2 separate regions of the Sus scrofa genome follow, and region 2 is linked to region 1. A link is a contact called in public Hi-C data. All regions are on one chromosome and are shown on one strand. The core of a region is the stretch at or near the end of the contact, and the rest is flanking DNA. Distances in the headings are between cores, read along the strand shown. Region 1 overlaps SLC16A12 (monocarboxylate transporter 12). Region 2 holds the start of KIF20B (kinesin-like protein KIF20B).

Region 1 (6,910 bases), core at 3,229-5,728:
CCATGTGCCGCTGGTGTGGCCTTAAAAAAAAAAAAAAAAAAAAGCATTCCTATTTAAGCTTTTTCCATTCCAACATCAAAGGCTAAAAGGGAGTGGGGGTAAAGAAAGAGAGAGATGAACACATAAGAGTTCACAAATGAGCCTATAGGTCAGTTTCCTCTAAGCATGTCCCTAACTCACCATCAGGTTGAAACAAAGCCCTAGAAAAGAGGGAATGATAGTTCAGCCACATATGTAGACTGAAACATATGAATAGTCATAGCTAACTCAGAGCTACATAGTATATAATATGTGCTAGGTGCTGTTGTAGGTGGCTTACATGTATTAAACTTACCCTCACAAAATGCCTATAGATAGGCATCTTTTGTTAGTTCCTTTTGAGTATGAGTACACTGGAATTTAGATTAAGTAAGCCAAAAGTCACATAGCTAATAAGAGGTAGAAAAAGGATTCAAACCCTGGATGTCTAGCATTTAACCACTATACAGTATTTTCTAAATAGTCTTAAAATTTGGAATGAAAGATGTGGGAAGATAGGACCAACGTTTTAAGACTGTAGGAGAATGCTGCAGAGGATCACGTGAAGCTCAGACATTCTATAATAGGTCACCCAGCACTTTCACATAAGTCCCAAAACTCCCTAGAAGGCATTATGAAAGGGATTAAAAGCTGCTGTGAAACCCCTAGAGAGAATGGCCTGAGAAATTAACAGACTCAATCTAAAGGAAGGACTTTAAGAGTTGGATGTTAGAAATCAGAGGTTTGGAATAAATTCCTCAAAAAAAGAAGCAAACCTACTTTGGAAGGTTGAAGAAGCAGTAAACCTAGTCCTTTGTCCTGGGTGTATCCCATGCACACACCAACCAGAATCAGAACCTTCACCCAATGTGGTGAACACCACAAGAAGCCACGGGATGGGGATGCTGTAACTCCCTCCTCCGTTAACAGGCGGGGTTCACCTGCCCCGAAATACACCTGGGTTTGCCTTCAGCCTCCAAGCCATGAACTTTGAAAGTGGCTCTGAGCTGCACTGAATATTAATTTAAAGAGTAGCTTCACCTCTCTTCATATGCTTTCTCTTTTCTATACACCTTAACTCCAGTAACTTTATGCTTCTGTCTCACCAAAACAAACAACAACAAACATAAAAAACAAACACCAAAAATGAAAACCACTTACAGGTGATTTGTATAGAAAAACCTTTTATTGATAAGGCTTCAGGAGAGAAGAATCTATAACTTAAAATTTGGAGTTCCTGCTGTAGCACAGCGTGGTCAGTGGTGGTGTTTCTGGAGCACTGGGACACAGGTTCAATCCCCAGCCCCACATAGTGGGTAAGGATCCAGCGTTGTCATAGCTGCGGCGTAGGTCACAACTGTGGGTGGGATCTAGTCTCTGGTCCAGGAACTCCATATGCTGCAGGTGGCCAAAAAAGAAAAAAATTAATCCTAAATAATCACTTATTTTTTAAAGAGAGAGGGAGAAAGTCTAGAAGGAATGAGGGAGAGGTGATGAGGAGAGAGAAAGAAAGAGAAAAAAAGAGAGAGATTGAGGTAAATAGAGAAAAAAAGAAAAGGAGGAAATACCCTCAACCGTTTATTGATATTCCTTCCTCTTGCCATGATTTTGGGCCTTATTTCCTTCCCTACCTCTACTCTTCTGAAATTAAGAACCAATTCTACCAAGGTTTTTTTTTGTTTGTTTGCTTTCTTGTATTTGTATTTTTGCTTTTTATGGCTTCACTTTTGGCATATGGAAGTTTCCAGGCTAGGGGTCGAATCTGAGCTGCAGCTGCCGGCCTATGCCACAGCCACAGCAGGGCCAGATCCAAGCTGTGTCTGCAATCTATACCACAGCTCACCGCAATGCTAGATCCTTAACCTGGTGAGCAAGGCCAGGGATCAAACCCACATCCTCATGGATACTACTCAGGTACTTAGCCCACTGAGCCACAATAGGGACTTCTACCGTTTTCTTTTTCTTTTTTTTTTTTCCCATGCTCTTTAAACAGAGTAATTTAGTTCTCTTTTATCCTCACATACAGCTACAGTCTCAGTTACACATAGCCAAATTCATCAAGTTGCTTAGTTCAACAAAAGAGCCTTTCGTTTTAACAAGATACACTCTCCTTTGAAGGCAATTGTTACAAATAAATACCGCCTCACAATTTTATAGGAATTACACATTTAAAGTAAATCCAATTGCTAAATCTGTCATAATTTTTATTCAGTATAATAAGCATGATGTTTTAAGTCTCCAAATTACACAGAATGCATTCATTCCTCTATATCATTTGGTTTCAACACTTCTGAAAACCTGACTTTTGATATGTGTTTGAGATTTTGTCTCACATGTTTAAGTTAATCCTTTCTCAACCCATAGCAAAGCAACTAACACATTAGAGGGGGACCAAGAATAGGACCCAGGACGGCAATCTAGGTTCCCAAGGAAAAGCAGAGAGCTCAAAAATCTTTTTTTCATGTTAAATTTTACCTATGGCTATTCCTAGTCAAGTCAATTAAAATAATCATTTATTTTGATGGCCTAGGTCACAGAGAAGTGACCTAGGCCATCAAAATACTGAAAAAATACAACACAGCATCTTTATCCCTGCATCTTTATTTTACTTGCAAGAGGAAGAAGATAACTGTGGGATGGGTAATGACTAGGAATTGGGGGAGAGAAAAGAAGGAAATGACAAACTTTAATGTTTGGTCTAAAGCTGGCCTTGCTCAACTAAACTGGAATTAGAGGCATCACCAACTTTTGGGAGTTAGTCTCACTAGTTCCAGCAGATGGCAATGTTGCCTAACATACAGTTCAAAAAAAAGCAAGAAAAAAAAACCAAACCCCCAACTTTCCTGAATCTCTGAACCCTTTAAGAAGAGAAAACTTACAAATGATTCCTTTTTAGAGTTAAGAGATAATTTTTTTGTCTTTTTAGGGCCACACCTGCGGCATATCGAAGTTCCCAGGCTAGGGGTTGAATTAGAGCTGCAGGTGCTGGCCTATGCCACAGCAAAGCAGGATCCAAGCTGTGTCTGCCACTTACACCACAGCTCACAGCAACACAGGATCCTTAACCCACTGAGTGAGGCCAGGGATAGAACCCACATCCTCATGGATCCTACTCGGGTTCATAACCCACTGAGCCATAATAGGAACTCCAAGTTGAGAGATAATTATTAAAGTATAACCCAATGCCTTAAAAAATCCCTGTTTTTATTTAAGAGAAGCCAAACACAAACCCAAGTCCCAGCAGTCCCAAAAGTCCCAGACACCCTCTGCATGCCCTAGCCAGAACAATTATTAGGGTCAGCCTGTGTCTGGTTTGGCATCAGCCTTAAGTATCTGCTGGAATCCCAGGTCGCCACATAAAACATCTGCCCCACAGCCTTCTCCCTTACTCCCGGGCATCTTCCCCTGAAAAAAGTAGAGGCTGATCCCAACCCCTTCAAATCCATACCTGGGTTCCTGGGAACCATCTCACACATTTCTCCAGTCCATCATGAATTCTTCCTCTCCTAACCCCCAGAGGCTGCAGTGCCCTTAGCCTCGAGTCAGCATTTAAAAACAGCCTGGGATTGTTCCCATCTGTGTTAGTTTCAATTTACCAATTAGGCAGTACACTTGAGATCCTGGTATGCGTATTCTGAATTTCCCACCATATATAACGTGGCACCAGATTACAAGGTGGTGCTAGATAAAAAGTTATTGGTTGATTAACTCCTCTCACCAACTCTTAAAAATGTCTGCCAGCATGTGGCGTGATTTTCAGTAATGCCCTATGAGGCCTGCCACAGGTCTGGGCTAGACTCTAGATAGGGACTTCTGCTCCTAGCCAAACCCTGGCACAGGATTTTGGTGTAAAGTAAAAAAAAAAAAAAAAAAAAAAAAAAAAAAAAGCAGCTTGTGTGGTCCCTGTAACCAAAACCCCATCTTTTCACACATGAGGCTCACGTGCTCCACATTTTCTGAATTTTCCAGAGCTCCCTTGCATGGGCAGTGTCTCAGGCCTGGGCCTCCCACTCAATCTGAGCACAAGAGAGCTATTTAACTAAGCCTATCTGAGTTCGACACAGTTGTATCATTTTTTATTCAGGCCTCAGTCAAAAGTTTTGATTAATTAATATATTTCTACCAACTCTTTGCCACCTGTATTCTCTTTCCCAAACCTGCCCTGTGATACTCAGTACTCTGGAGCTCCAGCTTCTTATGGAACACTCCTCATAAATAACTTAAATTGTGACCCATTTAAGCTGAATTTGGGAATATCTAACATACTCTATGCATGCTGGGTTCAAGAGCAATTTCAAGCAAATCTGACCTCAGTCAGCCCCATTCTTGCTGCATTACAGTTCTCCTTAGCAGTTTCTGCGGTCATTCTTTTCATTTGTTCATTTGTTTGTCTTCATTCTTTCATTCTCCACATATTTATTGAGTGAATACCTATCAGGCACCGGACTCAGTGGTCAGTCAGAACGATCCCTATCCTCAGAAAGCTTGTGGTTTGGGGGGAAGAGATGACATTTAAAAATAAACACATAAATGAACATGTAATATGTAAAATATGTTCTTTGAAGGAAAAGATAAGGGTGGCTATGGGAACGAGTCAAGAAGGTGGTGATGATGGGGCAGGTCATTTAGCTAGAGGCAATGGTTAAGGATGGACTCTCCAGGGAAGTGACATTTAAACTGTGGTCCAAAAGATGAAGGGTTGTCCAAGGGATCAACATATGCAAAATGACCTGGCAAATGGATAGAGCAGGACCTTTTAATGTCAATACAAATCTTAAGTGGGGCATGCATTAACTTCTCAGAAACAGAGTGCCTTGTACTTAATTTTAGGCCAACCCTAGATCCCAGACCCCTCAAAGAGGCCACTGACATTTAAATAATTAAGAGTAATGATGAGTAATAGTGATCACTCTCTTCCAGAATTCAGCAGCACTTCTCACATATTTGGCATCTCCTTAAACTTCAGGTAGAGAGATCACAAGGGGGGCTGGGAGAGAAGAAGGCAGAGTTTTAGCTTGCAGTGCCAACACCGGAGGAAGCTCACAGCAAGAAAGGGTCCCCTTTGAGCAGTTCCAAACACAGTTATAAACTCATTTTATTATGCTTTTGAAATAAGAAAATATTATCATAAATATCTGCTCTATTAGTGAAATCACAATCTGAAAAAAAGGCCAAATGGTACAGTGGATCTACGGAAGTTACCTATTTCTTTTGCTTTTCTACTCAATTTCAAAATAGAGCTTGCAGTGATACAAAGAAAAATTTAAGATGCAGAATCATCCCACCACAATTTTGCTCTTGATTCCACAAAACACATCATTCCCAGGAATCTCTGCATTTTGAAATAAACAGTATAGGCACCTGGAAGTTAACAGTAAAATTCCATTTAGATAGCAAGGGTAATCTCCAAGATCTACATTTTCCTTACTGGTTTTTGAAAAATGCCGCTCCCCAAAGAAAAGTAAAATACAAAGGTATGCATGTATAAAGTCAGAATATCCCAAATATTTTATACAAATTTTTAAAAGCTCTGATCTCTCTGCTCATTTTTCATGAATACTTATAATACTTTAAAGAAATCACATTGCGGAACCAGATAAAATTTTACTATGATCATCACTAGGAAAAAAAAATGTAGAAGAATAGCTGTATTTCTATTTCAAAAAATATTTAGGTTTGAAGATTCAAGAAGTGACATTTACTGTAAAGTGCTATTCCCAAAACATATAACTTCATTTTAACTTTGGCTTTATACAGATTTTCTCAAACATTGTTTTTAAATTGCAAATGACAAAGTAAGTGGTTTCACACTAAATTCTCAAAAGAAGTATAAAGATAACAGGAAACATTCAAATTTCTTTTTTTTGGAAAACACCTATGAAATATTAGTTTTCTGCCACCAAATTAAGTTAGCATTTCATTCCGAAAACAATGCATTAATATGTAACTTTTTGAAATAATCCAGTTTTAGGCCAAGACTCTTGCTGAACTTGCCGAGTCAAGCCAGCATCTTCCCCATAGCTGCGTTTTTCCTCTCGGGACCCCTGGCAGGGCATTTGTGAGGACTCCCCTGGCTTTTCAGAGTCAAAAATACTTCCTTGAGGTTCAGATTTAAATTTTTGAACAATTAAAATCCCCTTTAGGAGTTCCTGTGGTGGCATAGCAGAAACAATCCGACTAGTAATGCATGAGGAGGTGGGTTCGATCCCTGGCCTCACTCAGTGGGTTAAGGATCTGGTGCTGCCATGAGCTGTGGTGTAGGTAGCAGACGTGGCTTGGATCCTCCATTGCTCTGGCTGTGGTGTAGGCTGGCAGCTGCAGCTCCAATTTGACCCCTACCCTGGGAACCTCCATATGCCGTGGGTACAGCCCTAAAAGGAAATCCCCTTTCAACTGTATGACTTGTCCCTATTTACAAGTTCAACATGACTTGGGATTCAGTGTTATAATTTAGAGGATTTTAAATGGTTGGAGACAGGCAGGGGACCAAGACTTTCTCTTCTCCCCAAGCCCTCCCTCTTCAATCTGAAGACTTTATCCCTAACCACAGGAAAGTGGAGTACTTCGGAATGAGTAAACTATTCCAATCCAATGAGTTAGGGTATGTATGTGGAAGAGCTCTATAAACTGTGGAACATCCTTCCACTAACAGTCTTAACTTTGTCCTTCCTCTCGCTGATCACAGCTGTAATTTGTGAAAGTGTTATGATGCTGGGGTTAACCCCTGAGCCTCCTCATTCAGCTGAAAAGGTCCAAGTTTCTAAGGATTATCTGTAGAGTGATAAGGAGCAATGGACATTGGAACGAATATCAGCCTAGGGAGAAAGGAATCTCGCCTTCAGAATCTCTCTAGAATAATATTTTTCAGGCAAAACTCCTAAGTCCTCTTTTG
Region 2 (6,906 bases), core at 209-2,708, 240 kb after region 1:
AACTCTTAGCCTAGTGTTTGAAGCATAGCAGGTTTTCAATAAATACTTGTTGAACAATAAATAAATGTAGCATCTGGAGGGCTCAAGAGCTGAAACCAGTAACAACTAGTAAAAGCAATAAAGGCATGACAAGGCATGGAAGGAAGTACAGAGTTAGGGTTAGACTTACCTTGACATAGAGGTCCCTAAAGACTTAAGTTTCAGCCTGAACCGTAAAACAGTTTTTACTTTATCTTTTCTCCTTTCTTCCCTTTCACACCTACTTTCTCTGTTCATTTTCATTCCTGGCCCTGAATCCTCATCTTTATTCCACACTGGCTCACCTCAAATATGATTATTTTGTGGAGAAAGAAGGCAAAATGAATGAGGAGACAGTGAGAAGTTGTAGAGGATAGGGGGAGGTTATGGGAAATATAAACACAGAATAAAAGGAAGAGGAGAGTAAGCTCATCAAACTAGGTACTATTCTGCAAATGTTACCAACCAATAAGAGTCGAAAATAAAGACCACATGTGAGCGGGTGGGGCTTGAATTCATTCAGGTCGGTTTAAAATCTCAGCTCCACCATTAATAGATGTATGTCCTTGAGCAAATTAACCATATGAACCCAGTTTCCTTGCAATCTATAAAAAAGACATAATAATAATACCTACCTCACAGGTTGTTCTCAGGATCAGTAGGACAATCAATTTTAAACGCTTAGCACGGCACAAGGTAAACAATTAACGTTAGCAGTTACTTTTCTTTAAAATGAAGTACAGCAGGGAGAGACGGCCTAAATACTTCCTATATGACTGTAATAACACGCTTCAAAAGAAGAGGATCACTTTAAAAGACGCAGAGAAGATACAGTGGCACTTACATTTTGGGCAAGGCAAAGACCTTGCCTAGGCAAGGAAGATAGTCACAGTACAGCGCCTCTCAGCGGTAGCTGGTTTATATTTTCAGAAAGGCAAAAATCAAAACCAAAAAATAAAGAACGCTTATGAAAAGCTATCCTAGGAATAATCTGTTTCATCCACAAGTGCCGCTCTGGACGACAGGTAGGATCATGCAGAGGAAGTGACCCTCTGCAGCTCTCGTTCCCAGCGGCTCCCCAGATGCAGAGCCTGTTCCGGCCCGCAGGGACAAAGTAGGGTAGTGAGTAGCCCGCCATTCCTCCGCCAGTCCCTAAGGGAGTCGCGGGGCTAAGTGCAGTGGCAGCAGTCTCACCTCCGGGCCTTCGCCACGTTTTTACTTGCTCCAGGATGGACCTGGAGACTAACCGCGCAGCCAACAGAGGGTGGCACATTAGGCAGCGCACTACCCAACCCCGCGAGAGGAGCCCCGCAGGAAACCCCGCCCACTGGCCGCTCTCCCTCCGCCTCCGCCCATTGGTCGCCCAGCATTCAGAGACCCGCCCCCAGATTTGAAAGCTTCTCCCGGGAGTTGGCAGGAAGCTCATAGCGTGAGTCCTTGGCGCCTCCCTGGCGTCTTTCCCGAAGCTCCGCCTACTCCCAACATGCAGTGCGGGGTCCTGGCCGCCATTGTTTGAATTTAAAAACGAAAATAACTTAGTGCAGCTCGCAGGTCGGGCGGCAGGATTACGTTTGCAGGTGAGGGTGCGAGGAAGGCGGTTGGGGACTGCGTACAAACCAGATGAGGTGGGGAAAGGCCTCAGGCAGTGAGGTGCTCAGCACCTCAGCACCTTCCCACGGGGCTTGTGACGCCTTTGAGTTTACTCTGGAACTGGGCTGCGGAATGATGAGGACGCCTAGGGATCTTGGTGCTCATTGGAGGGTTGAGCCAATTTACTGCAGTTAAGATTTAAATTTCGTCTTCGCGGCTTATTAGCTTTAATCTCTCCGGGCCTGAATTTCATTTGTTAAAAGGGAGTAATACTAGAACCTACCGCTTCGGGCTTTCATGAGGATAAAGTGATATAGGTAAAGCTGTTAGAAACAGTGCGGGTGTGTATAGTAAGCACTATGTACTTGGAATCATTGATACTTTTCTTATCATTGCTGCTGTTATTGAGGATCAGGCCTCCATTGCCAGATATAGTGTCCCGAATCCCACAAATGAGACCGTGTCGTTTGCTCATCAAACGACACGGTCTCATTTGTGGGGCGGGAAGGGGAGTGTTGTGGTGGTCACCAGTGCAGCTATTTCTAGGCTGCTGCCGTTGCCTGGGGTTAGCCCTTGCTGGGCTTTGCTGGGCTAAGCGGAAGGGGGCGTGTGTGGCGCGTGCAATGACTGCTGTCATATATCAGTTTGAAAAGTTTCCCCCATCTCATTCTACTTTTTGATTCGTGATTCCTGCCTGGTGCAGTTCTCTAATATTCCTTGTTGAAGGACTAGTTGACAAAATTTCGTGACTCGTGACTTGTTTTTAATCCCCAGAGTAATTAAATTCAGGTTAGTTTCTGTTCTTAAAACAAGGTAGCATGTTTACTCCGAAGCTGCAAAGCAGTGTATATATACATTTTATTAGATGTGCAAGACCTGAGACTTCATCAATTAGTTGTAAAGACTTTTTTTGAGGCTATATTTTGTGGATGACATTCAGTAACTTCATTAAGTAGTAGATTTTCTTTTTCATCCGTCTTCAGCCATGAGATCCCACTAGAGAGAAGATAAAAGATGCGCTTTCTCAGTCATGGGGACGAGAAATGAGATCTTAAACCTTGCTGTTGCTAAAGATAACACCACTAAAAGAGTAGAAAGAGTAGGACCAATTTTTTTCTTTTCTATAGAGGATCTTATGTATTACTGTTTAAGCTCCTATGCAGGGAGTCTTTATCACTACATCTATCTGAATTTGTTATAGGGGATACAGAGTAGTATAAGACAAGGTCCTTGCCCTCAAGAAGTTTCTAGTCTAGTTAGTGAGGCCACTCATAAGTAAAAGTTAACTAGAAGTACAGGCAATGACAGTACATCTCAACAATTTTTTAAGTGTTAAGAGACAGTTTATTCATTGAAAACTGAGCATATGAGCAAGTACAAATTACTATACCTTTTTTGGGGGTTTCAAATTCTTTTTTCTTTTTTTTCTTTTTAGGGCTGCACCCGTGGCATATGGAAGTTCCTAGGCTAGAGGTGGAATCGGAGCTGAAGCTGCTGCCTACACCATAGCCACAGCAACGTGGGATCCCAGCCACATCTGTGACCTACACCACAGCCACAGCTCATGGCAACACCGGATCCTTAACCCACTCAGCGAGACCAGGGATTGAACCTGTGTCCTCATGGATGCCAGTCAGATTTGTTTCCACTGAGCCACAAAGGGAACTCCTCAATTCCTTTGTAACTTAGTAATTTCATAAAAGATTTATCAGCGTTTTCTTTTTTTTAACCAAAAATTAATTGAAGGCAAAGAATGAAGCTTACTTTCCAGTTTCCTGGGCGTTTCCATGAAATTAGAGTTATGAAATGTCAAGGCAGTACTTTCATTTTTTTTTTTTTTAGCTTTTAAAAGAGTTTTATTAGGCTATAGGAGATGCATGCTGGAATATTCAGTATCCTCTATAAACTGTAAATTGAGGCAATGTTAATGTTTTTCTTTTACTTGCAGACCAGAGTTCTCTTGCTATTTTTTTTCTTTAGTACTTTCATGTTTTTGCAAACTTTTCCCCCGTGTTCTAGGTCAGTGGTTATTTTTTATTCTATAATATACCTTTTTTTTTTTCTTTTCACCCATAAATTGCATGTTTGAACTATTGTGTCAAACTGAATTAAATAATTTTCTCATTTTAATAACATCACCGAAACAGTTAAAATGAAAGCAAGGATGTTAGAGTTGTTTAATTGTATGGTTGGTTGATCCTGTAGTTTGCTGTTTTTTTTTTTTTTAAAGTAAATGTATAATTCCTTAAGCCTTTTTGCAATTTAAGAAAAACAGAAAAACAAAAACAGCCATGTTGTATTGAGTTTGGGGGGGTTTCAGGGCTGATCAAGGAAAAAGATACCACCACAAGGTGGCAGTAATACACAAGGAGCTTTCCAGGGGTAGCGCTTTGACAGGATTGCATGCTCGGGAAGTTGCCTGCATCTTGAGACCTTCAAGAGACTATAGTGAAGGGCTGGCACCCGGAAGGGGAAGAGGGCAAGGGATTAGGAGAGGAGCTGGACAATGAGACAGAGAGCCGTGTCCCTGTGATGTTGCTCAGTAGTGAGTCCCTTTGTCGGAGAACTCCAAAGGGCAGCAGTGGCTTGGGGTCTTTATAGTCGTGGATTTTATCTGTGGCTAGCAGATGGTGGGCGCAGTTTAATGGGATGTATAAGCCAGTTGGGTTCTAAATGACTAAAAATAAACTATATGTAAAGCAAATGGTTGTGTAAAAATTTGAGTTTGACATCTCAGTGGATTTTTGAACTAATGCTCCCAGTCTGCTGTGAAGAAGCAAACAAACTAGGGCCAGTATACATCTTTGGCTCATTTACTTAATGCCTGTGGATGCCTATTACTAATGACCTCATTGAGCCAGGAACCTAAGTTGGCAGTCACTGTATTTCATAGTATTCAAAGAATAGGGTGCTTCCTCCATTTCTCCCTGGTGTTGTGCACCTGGTAGATTCTAAGTAAATATCTGAATGCTGGTATTTTGTTAGTGAAGGTTATGCCTAAGTTTAAATTTAGTGACCTGATGTTTTAGCTGTAATAGTTTACTGATGATTATTCCATGTTCACCTTAAGACCTGTGATGTATCAGGTACCGTTTTAAATATGTTCACATATGTTATTTGACTTTTTACTTGGATTATTTGGAAGGATTCAATTGAAAGTAATTGTCCAGATAACTGAATTCAACTCCCAAATGCTAAATAAAGCATTACAAAGTCTATAACATTCTTCAGAAGATGCTAAATAACTAAAATAACAAGGTTATCATTTATTCCAGCCTCATTATTTTCTTTCTGAGAGGATTTCAGGCAGAGACTGAGTGTTTTATATTGTCTTACTTTATAGATTACCTTTAGTCATGAAATCTCTTCTGTTGAATCTACCCATAGGTTGGATCATATAAATAGTAGTGGTAGACTGTGTCCAATATTATTTGATTTAGAATCTGTAAATCATTTGGTCTTTTGTCTTTTCCATGGGTCATCATGTATAGGTGAAATAGTCTAATGTTTTCCTTTTGGAAATCTGGTATTTGGGTAGAAGTAGCAGGCTGAACTATGGACGGCTTATATGCTAAATTAGTAAGGTAAATTACTGTTATTTTTGCAGAATGGAATCTAATTTAAATCAAGATGGGATGCCTAGACCATCCTATGTTTTCAGTGCTGACCCAATTGCAAGGCCTTCAGAAATAAATTTTGATGGTGTTAAGCTTGACCTCTCTCGTGAGTTTTCCTTAGTCGCTTCAAGCACTGAGGTAAGTACAAGAAAAGTATTATGCTGATTATCATGATGTAACAGTTCCTTTTCAAATAGTAGGTACAAAATAATAACTATTTATGCCCTTACCTAGTAGCCATTTGGGAAAAACAAAACAAAACAAATCTAACTTAAATGAAAAAAAATTTTTTAAATTTCATTCCTCAATAACAGTGGTTATTTACTAATGGGCTGTATAAGTGCCTTTAGCGTGCTACACATCTTCTTAAGATTTGGAATCAAATTAGACACTGCTGCCCTCATTTCCTGTTCTTCATTGTGTTGGGTTATACTTGCTTTTTATCACAACAACCATTGGAAAAATCTAGATTCACTAAGATATAACATCAAAAGACATAGTGTGATCTAATGTTGAAACTATACTTGTTTAATAGTTGATGGTGTTCAACATATGTCAGGTACTGCTGTGGTTCCCTCAAAAATGTCAAATATTCCACTATGCCCCTAGGAATTGCAGGCCTTTGTTTAAAAAATAATGCAGATTTGAAAGAATTAACTTAGTAGGGTTTAAGAAGTAAAAGCCCTTCTACCACCCTACCCACTCTATGTGCTGTGTTGTCTCTATAGGCTTTTTTTACACGTATAACTTTCAATGCATTTATAGTCTGTTTATCACAGATTAAATTGTTAATTTTAATGCCTCAGAGAAATGAACTAACCCATTTTATAAAGAATGATGCATGGAAACAGGGGAGTATAGGGAACAGAAATAAAAGAATAATAATTATTTAATATCCCATCATGTGCCAGACTCTTTTACTTTAGCTGATTTAATTGTAAATAAAGAAAATAAGAGAGGGAGGGGTAAATGCCTCTTAGTATATAAATGGAGTTATACATAACATAGTCTTTTGTGTGTGCCTTCTTTCACATAACACAAGGATCAGTAAACAATGGCCTGTTTTTGTAATTTTGAATGTAATTCAAACATTACAGTCGTATTCATTGGTATACTTATTTTCTAGGTCTGCTTTTGCACCATGACGGCAGAATTGAGTGGCTGTGACAGACTGTACAGCCTGTAGAGCTTAAAATATTAACTGTTTCTGAAATTTGCTGACCCCTGACTTAGCATGATGTTTTTGAGATTCATCATGCATCATGTGTCAGTACTTTATTATTTTGTAATGCTGAATAGTAGTTCATTGTGCAGATATGCCACATTGCCATTTACAATTTGATAAACATTTGGGTGGTTTCCATTCGGGGGCCATTACAATAATGCTTCTCTGAGCATTCATGTGCAAGACTCTTTGGACTTGTGTTTTCCTTTCTCTTGAGTAAGTAAATGCTTAGGAGTGATTGTGAGTCACGTGGTAAGCAGATATTCAACTTCATTAAGAAATTGAAACTGTTTTCCAAAATGGCTGTCCCAGCACCAGCAGTATATGCAGGTTCCAGTTGCTCCACCTCTTTGCTGATATTTTATAATTTTAGTATAGTACTACCTTATCGTGGTTCTAGTTTTCATTTTCCTAAATGAGAACTTTTTCAAGTATTTCTTGGCTATTCCTATACCT

Evidence for each region. Hi-C and Micro-C count contacts between places; a contact is called where the count stands out from the background.
Region 2: a contact with region 1 is called in a Hi-C map of embryonic fibroblasts, with 4 times the contacts expected there. The contact joins the promoter of KIF20B here to the enhancer-like site in region 1. A contact is called at or near these places in 11 of 47 Hi-C or Micro-C datasets (alveolar macrophages, brain, embryonic fibroblasts and 6 more) and 1 of 2 datasets of contacts at active chromatin or transcription factors (skeletal muscle).

The regions. Positions count from the first base shown.
Region 1 is chr14:101,268,898-101,275,807 of Sscrofa11.1, forward strand. SLC16A12 (monocarboxylate transporter 12) reads right to left here. Exons shown (of 7, transcript XM_013983535.2): 7 at 5,095-6,910. Among named protein-coding and RNA genes, the nearest start is that of IFIT1, 35 kb to the left of the region's middle. Within about 2 kb of position 4,479, at least 9 of the 83 cell types and tissues checked have an H3K27ac peak or open chromatin away from gene starts, as enhancers often do. A contact at or near this core is called in embryonic fibroblasts, where this site is marked.
Region 2 is chr14:101,511,227-101,518,132 of Sscrofa11.1, forward strand. KIF20B (kinesin-like protein KIF20B) reads left to right here and starts at 1,459. Exons shown (of 32, transcript XM_021072622.1): 1 at 1,459-1,595; 2 at 5,216-5,363. The coding sequence starts at 5,217. It overlaps PANK1 (pantothenate kinase 1), which reads right to left and starts at 1,272. Exons shown (of 10, transcript XM_013983537.2): 1 at 1,213-1,272; 2 at 863-931.